Regions from separate parts of the Rattus norvegicus genome. Here region 1 is linked to region 2. The links are chromatin contacts, called in public Hi-C maps. All regions are on one chromosome and are shown on one strand. The core of a region is the stretch at or near the end of the contact, and the rest is flanking DNA. Distances in the headings are between cores, read along the strand shown.

Region 1 (3,604 bases), core at 576-3,075, 270 kb before region 2:
TAACTTATAGAAAAATTCTTGTAGCACACATTCAAGGAAAAGTACACCTTACAATAATAATGTGTGTTTTCCAACTGCAGATGTTACGTCTATAATTCAGTCTTTTTTTCCAACTGTAAAACATACCTAAGGTCCTCAAATACATTAGACATACTCAACTCAAACCTAGTTCTGATTCTAAATTCAGTTAAGACAATGAAAAGCAGTCTGAAGGTAACTGTCTTAAGAGGGAATAAAATAACCAGGAGAATTTAAACCCCAATGAAATTCTTTAATTCTTGAGTTGCTGTTTTTCAATTAAAATGTAAATATGAACATAAATGTGAAAAGCCCAAATAAGTGGTATTTCCATTAACCAGACGAGTAAACTGGGTCTTCTCAGTATAGAAATACCAATAGTTTCTATTTTTTCTCAATCTTATTCTTCACTCCTTTTCTGTTTATGTCATAGTTCCTACTTGTTTATTCTTATTGTTTTGGTTTTTTGAGACAGGATTTCTCTGTGTAGCCCTGGCTGTCCTGGAATTAGCTCTGTACACAAGGCTGGCCTCAAACTCACGAGATACCTCTGCCTCTGCCTCAAGTTCTGGGATTAAAAGGCCTGAGCCACCAGATTCCTTTATTTCATGGAACAGAAATATAAGAATCCAAGTTAAACAACCCTAGAAACTCTAAAAACCATTTAAAACCATAGGGGGAGCATCAAATACATTTTTAAACTGAAATTGCATTCACTTCAAATTGGTGCACTACACCAGCACCTACCTTCCCCAGGAAAAGTTGTTTCGAAGATTAACAATATTTCACCCAAGCTGCCCAATAAAAGTAAGCACACTGCACCATCATCTCCTTAGAGTGTAAATTCTATGCTAAGGTTCATTTTTATTGTATTACTTCCAATCTGAGGATTAAATTCCCAGGAATCTTCAGACTGGAACCTCAAATAATAATAACACCTCAAAACAAGACCAAGGCCAAGAATAAAAATTGGGAGCAATAACTTGGTTTCCAGGCAACTCAAAGCCTGGGAGCATATCCAAGAGACCTGCCTGGCAGCTCCCCCATTTTCCACCCTTTCCCTGCTTCCTCCAGTATTGTCACCATCATCTGGCCCACTAGAGCCCTGAGAAGGTGGTTCAACAGCGATTCCTCCAAATGGCTTCAAAAGGAAGCAACGTACTGGGCTAGGAGCCCATCACCCTCCCCCGATGCTCCCATTCATTCAGTTTTCCACGCATACACCCCTAATTGGATGGGGAACCAAGACAGGTGCTGCGGCTGTCATGCTCGCTCTCCTCCCAGTGGAGCAGGGCCCAGGAGGGGCCTCCCCTCGCTGCACAGAAGCAGCTGCGCCCCGCTTATCCCCACTGCGCATTCGGCCCTCCAGTTCTCGCCATTGTTTCTGCCCAGAACAGACTGATGCCGCCCCCGCCAGCACGGGATGAGGCACTGGAGGCGCAAGTCCTCAGCTGCGACGCTGGGAAACGTCGCCCTCGCCCCGGGAATCCCACTCCGGAGGGGCATTTCCCTCGCCCTCCTCAAAGTTTAGTGCAAACTAAAACCTAAATCGGAGGAACCCGAGCGAGTTCTGGGGGAGCCTAGCGATAGAGGAAACGGGTCCCTTCGGCCACAGTAATCAGGAACATGTGTTTCGTAAGAGCGATCCGCGATCTGGCTAGGCTAGCTACACCGAGGGGGAAAACGTAAAGGTGAAGTGCGGGAGACGCGCCAGCAGAGCATCCATCTCCCTACCCCACGCCCCGGCCGCGCTCACCTCCATCTCGGTGTCCGCGGGACCCGCGCCTGTGGCGCTCGGAGCCGCCGGCGCCGCGCCGCCCTCCGGGCCGCCTTTGTTGCCGCTGCTGCTCCCGCCGGCGCCCGCCGCCGAGGGCTTGGAAGGCGCGCTCTCGGGAGGCGGGGGCGGCGGAGGCTCAGCCGTGGACGACATGTTCCGGCTGCGTCACCCGCCGCGGCCACGGGCAGGCGCGGCGCCGAGGAAAGCGGCCTGGGCCTGCGCGGCTCTAGCGTCCGGGCCGCCGGAGGAGCGAGACCCGCCCGGAAGCTCTCACGCGCAGGGGCTCCGCCACCGACCAGAGCCGGCCCAGCCGCGACGCTCGCCTAGTCCTCCTCTTCCGCGGGACTCCGCTCCACTGGCGTTTACCTCACGGCGGGAATCACGTCGACGAGGGTGGGCGGGGCCAGCGGGGTCAAGGAGGTCAGGGAGGGCGGGCTGACTGTGAGGAGGCGGAGGGCCGAGGGAAAGGGAAAGGAAAGCGAAAGGTACTCAGAGGTCTCCCGGCGCCTTCTCCTCTACCGGAGTAGATTATCTTCTCCAACCAACCAGACAGCGACCTACGCCACCCGCTCTCAACCCTCGCGAGATCGCTAGTTCCCCCTTCGAGGGCCGGGTTGCGAGGGCGCATGCGCCTGTTCCTCCTAGACTCCGCCTCCTCCGGGCCGCCAGCGGGTTGTGGAAGGCGAGTGGGCGGGGCCTCGAGGAGGCGCGTCGGCGGAGGTTTGCGCGTTCGCTCCTTCGTGTGACGCGAGCTGGCTCTTCGGCGCTCCCGTAACGGCTCCGCTCGCTGTCTCCCGCCGGCTAGAGAGGCCCGCTTGGGAACGGCGCGACTGCCTGGCGACTGTTAGGCGTGGAGCAGAGGCCTGGGCTGGCCTTCGTCGTCCTACCGCCTTCGCTCACTAGCGTGACGTTAAGTGACGTTGGACGCCTGAGAAGAAAAATCTCCTCAGAATTAAACTCTGTGTTCGCTGCATCGGTCAGCTCCCCTTAGAGAGTTCGGTCTATCTCGGCGTTTGTGAACTTCAGGTTAGGCCAGAAGACGCGCTGCCCTGTGAGAACACGAATGGCAACAGATGAAGACAAATGAGAGCGTGTTTTTTACATCAAACAAAAATGCACGTTTGTCTCCAGAAGTGTTTACTAGGCGTGGTGATGCACGCCTTTAATCCCAGCACTGGGGAGGCAAAGGCAAGCAGATCTCTGAGTTCAAGGCCGCCTGATCTACAGAGCGAGTTCCAGATCAGCCAGGGCTACAAAGAGAAAAGTGTTCGTTGTTCTTGTTGCTTCTTTATCCTGCCTCAGGCTGTCATGGAAGCTACTGAGGTCTTTCGTCCTATCCTACAGAATCTAAACACCTACTCCCATGCACAAAAGATATTTGTCATCTTAATCCCGCTCGTTATTTCGTCCCCACCTATATTGAATAAAACTCTTTTCCAGACCTAATTTCAAACTTCTTGGAATAGATAATATTCATATATAAGTTTAAATGTTCGAACCAGTCGAATAATCTTTAACCAGAATTGAGATCTGAAAACGATCTCCTTTAACATACTGTGGTTGTAGCTCTTTAGGTAGACTGCTTGGGGGAGCGTGCGTGAAATCCTGGCTTTGAGTCCTAGCACCATTTAATCTTGATGCGGTGATTCATGCCCAAAATCCCCGCATTTAGGGAAGTGTAGGCAGGAGGATCCAGCGTTCAAGGTCATCCTTGGCTACTAGGTGATCTTTTCTCCAAAAACTAATAAGGAGCTGGAACAGATGGCTCAGAGGTTAAGAGCACTGGCTCAATTCCCAGCACCCATATGT
Region 2 (3,569 bases), core at 1,036-3,535:
GGGATGGGGGTGAGAAAGAACCAACTAGGCAAATCTTCTAATTTCCATGTCAGAGGCTCATATTGTCGTTGCACTACTGTGATAGTAGAAATTAAGGTGAGGGGGGCTGGCTTTGCTTATATAAAATGTAAGGCATCCAGATGGTCTGCTTCAGTACGACAGTGAAAGACCTGGAGAAACCTCCAAAAGCTATGACGACTACAAGTACAATTACAGGAATGGGAAGCTAATGCACCTGGTATTTATTAAACACATTATTAGACTATGTGAGCTTTTAAAGCTCAACCCTCATTTCTGGCTAAGGTAAAACAAGGGCAGGTCCACAAAGTTCAGTCTGAATCTGGTTGTGAACCTATTGTTTCACAACGGACAGATTTTAAAGCACCTTCAGGGACAGACACGGACAAAACTCTAGGTGAGAGGTTTTCTAAGTAGAATCCTTTGCCCTTTCCCTAGTTTTTGAGGATGAAGTTCATGATAAAGACAAGGCAGACTGCTATCTAAGCTGTTACACTTGTCTTCACGCTCCCTGGATCTCCTGCCTTCTGTGGAGTGCAATGATATTTTAAAACCACTACATGGTAAACTGGGACAATCTTATAATAGATTGTGCGCAATTCATGAATTTTTAAAAAATGAGAACACTGGAAAACAGGAAAAAACAAAACAAAACCAACCCTTCAATAAGATGATAGGTTACACATAGGAACAATAACGCCCTGAGGCGAGCATCATAGATGACCATTAATCAGTAATGACTAGAAGCTTCTCATCCTGGCTGTCTGCCCATAAGAATTCCAAAACTGGAACAGAGGTGGTGTAATTAAATGACTTGTTCAGTGACAAAGGTCTTTGGACTCAACATTTTTGCTCCAGCATACCATTCTGAACAAGGCAGTGAAGTGGAGTAAAATTTTGGATGAGAATTATTTAGATTTGCTATCCATCAAGAATGTCTCTTACTGGAGGATTTACTTCAATACAATATGCCTGCCGCCCCCATGAGAATGTTTCCGGGAAGTGCACTGTGTTTATGAGACACACATGTTGAATTTCCAAGACATACTTCCCTGAAATAATGACCCTTACCTGTGGAAGAGATGCTTGCAAAAACTTCTTGCAGAGAAGGTAGCAGCGTGGAGGGCTCAGCCTTCCAAATATTCTGTAGTAAGTTACTCACTTTTGTTACCTGGGAGACATACTCCCGGAGCTCCTTCTCCTGGGTGGACACACACTGGAAGTGACCTATCGTCCGAACCAGCTGTTGACAGAAGGTAATGGACAGTTTCCCTTTGGGGACGCACTGCACGAAATCCGTCAGGAGGTCGCTCAGCCTGGCACAGAGTAGTGGCTCCGGCCTCTCGCAAACCATTCGTAAGACCTCCACCTGTAACAGGCTGAAGAGGTCCAGCACCGACGGGCAGCTCATAATCAGCTTCAGGCCGTTGTGAATGTAGTCCAGGATGGCTACGTCCTTCCTGTCCAGTGAGTGGTAGCCCTGCTGAAGGAGGCCCAACACGAAAGTCTTGTTGAAGAAGGACTCGAACTCCGGCCGGTGGTACCGCGCGTAGGCCTCCAGCACCTGGTGGCCCACTTGTCGCTGGAAGGGGTCCTGGCCCTCCAGGATGAGGCGGGTCGTCAGGTCAAACATGGCCTCGCACTGCGCCTCGTCGAGCCAATGCTCCGCGGATTCCACCACCTTCCGCACAATCATCCGCTTGAGGGGCAGCGGGTGCGAGGAACTCACCAGACCCTCCAGAATCTTGTCCATCGTCGCCACTCTGCAAGGCCAGGCCCAGGGGATAAGGAGCTGGCGGCGGCAGCCCGGGGGGACACCAAGGAGCCGCGGTGGGGGTGAACTTGAAGCCAAGCAGCAGCAGGTCTGGCCACCGCCACCGCTGCCTCAGCAGCCACATTTATCGAGTGGGAAGGCCCATCCGAGCTGGGACGGGAGCGGGCGATTCTGGGGCGCCGAAAGGCTGTCAGTCCCCGCGGTCCGCCTAAGGAGCCGGAGGTCCGCACACGGCTGCCTCGCTGGGCCCGCGACCCCTCTCAGCATTCGGGCACAGGGACCCTCCAGGCCTCCAGGCTGAGCTGGAAGGTGAGGAGCGCCTTCGCGTCCCGGGGTTGTGAGGCGTCCAGACGTCCGCGGGTGGGCAGTAAAAAGCCGCCCTCGGTTGAGTCAGGAGGCGCTGTCAACCAGAGTACCTCGATCTGCCAAGGAGAGGAGCTGGAAGCGCCGAACACCCTTAACCCGGAAGCAGAAATACCGGCAAATAGGAAGTGAAGTTCCGAGGCACAGCAGATAGGTCCGCCCTCGCCCCGCCCACTTTCTTCCGGTCCTTTCTCGTCTACATTCGACACATTTCCTGCGGGCCCCGCCCCTCCCCCTCTTCTCCATCTAGCTCCTCCCCCCGACAGGCCGCGGTCCCTTCCCTGGCGCGCAGGCGCAGAGGCACTGAGTGAGTCACGCGGCCACTCTCGCGTCACTGGCGACGATGAGGAACGTCACTGGCGGACTTCCGGAGGAGCTGTTCTGGGAATCTGGAGGGCATGTCTGTACTGTGAGGGTCTGGTCACTCGACGCACATGGATCCCGTCGGTGTTGCTCCTTAGAGACCCAGAGGTCGCTCAGCACGACAGAATGGAGAGACTATATTAAGCGACTGCCTGAGGAGAAACTCTTCTCACAGGGCAGCCCGAATAACGCATTTCACAGGGAGCTTTAAAAGGCAAAGAACACGGAAACACTATTTCCTACTTTGCTGTTGGCACGGGGAATAAAGTAAGCAGGTAGCTTAATAGAAGCCCCGAACCTGCAGCTAGGGAGGCATTTCCCCGAGTTTCTAGGACAGGGTTGGAGTACAGGACTTTTCACTTTCATCAGGGGATGATGGTGTTAGTTTGAGAGTAAGCCGAAGATGGCTCCTGCTGAGACAAAATGGAGGAGCCCTTTTACTCTGTCGTAGTCTGGATCACGTTCCTTATGAAGAAAATTCGAGGAAGTGCTATATTAATTGTTTAAAATCTTGAGTCTGAGAAAGTTCTGCAAACTCGGGAGCACTGCTTGAGGAAGTGAGAAAAGTATAAGAAAAAAACATGCTTTGGGGGAAATTTTTTAGAAGACATACTGCCTTAAGTGGCTGTGTTTTTCCTATGAGACGATTGCTAATGTAAGGAGTGCTGGTAGCTCATGCGTTTAGTGATGATTTGAAACAAGGTTGTAAAAATAGTGAGCCTTTTTAGTCAGTGTTCAGTGTATAAGCTGTGCCTCAAGTAGGCCGGAGCGCAAACCTGAGACTGAAGGCATGTGTGTGTGCTTGTATAAAAGAGAACTTTGAAAAGAAAACTTTTGAAGATACCATAAAGCTTATATTAAAGATCTTTTAGAGCAGGGAAGGACAAATGGGGGTCATCACACGTGTACCCTTTCAAGTTAAGTCCCAAGGATTCAGATGGATTTTAAACTCCAGGTCTTTGTAAGTGACCTAGTCTTAAAAGTACCTGACAAGGCCCGGCCCTTGGTACCCTTAGTACTGAAACACAAACCTTAATCATAGACTATTATT

The links. Hi-C and Micro-C count contacts between places; a contact is called where the count stands out from the background.
Region 1: a contact with region 2 is called in a Hi-C map of liver, with 4 times the contacts expected there. The contact joins the promoter of Smarca5 here to the promoter of Usp38 in region 2. A contact is called at or near these places in 1 of 12 Hi-C or Micro-C datasets (liver) and 1 of 1 datasets of contacts at active chromatin or transcription factors (oligodendrocytes).

Annotation. Positions count from the first base shown.
Region 1 is chr19:44,174,516-44,178,119 of GRCr8, reverse strand. Smarca5 (SWI/SNF related, matrix associated, actin dependent regulator of chromatin, subfamily a, member 5) reads right to left here and starts at 1,825. Exons shown (of 24, transcript NM_001107419.1): 1 at 1,775-1,825. The coding sequence starts at 1,780.
Region 2 is chr19:43,909,190-43,912,758 of GRCr8, reverse strand. Usp38 (ubiquitin specific peptidase 38) reads right to left here and starts at 2,285. Exons shown (of 10, transcript NM_001107418.2): 1 at 1,090-2,285. The coding sequence starts at 1,771.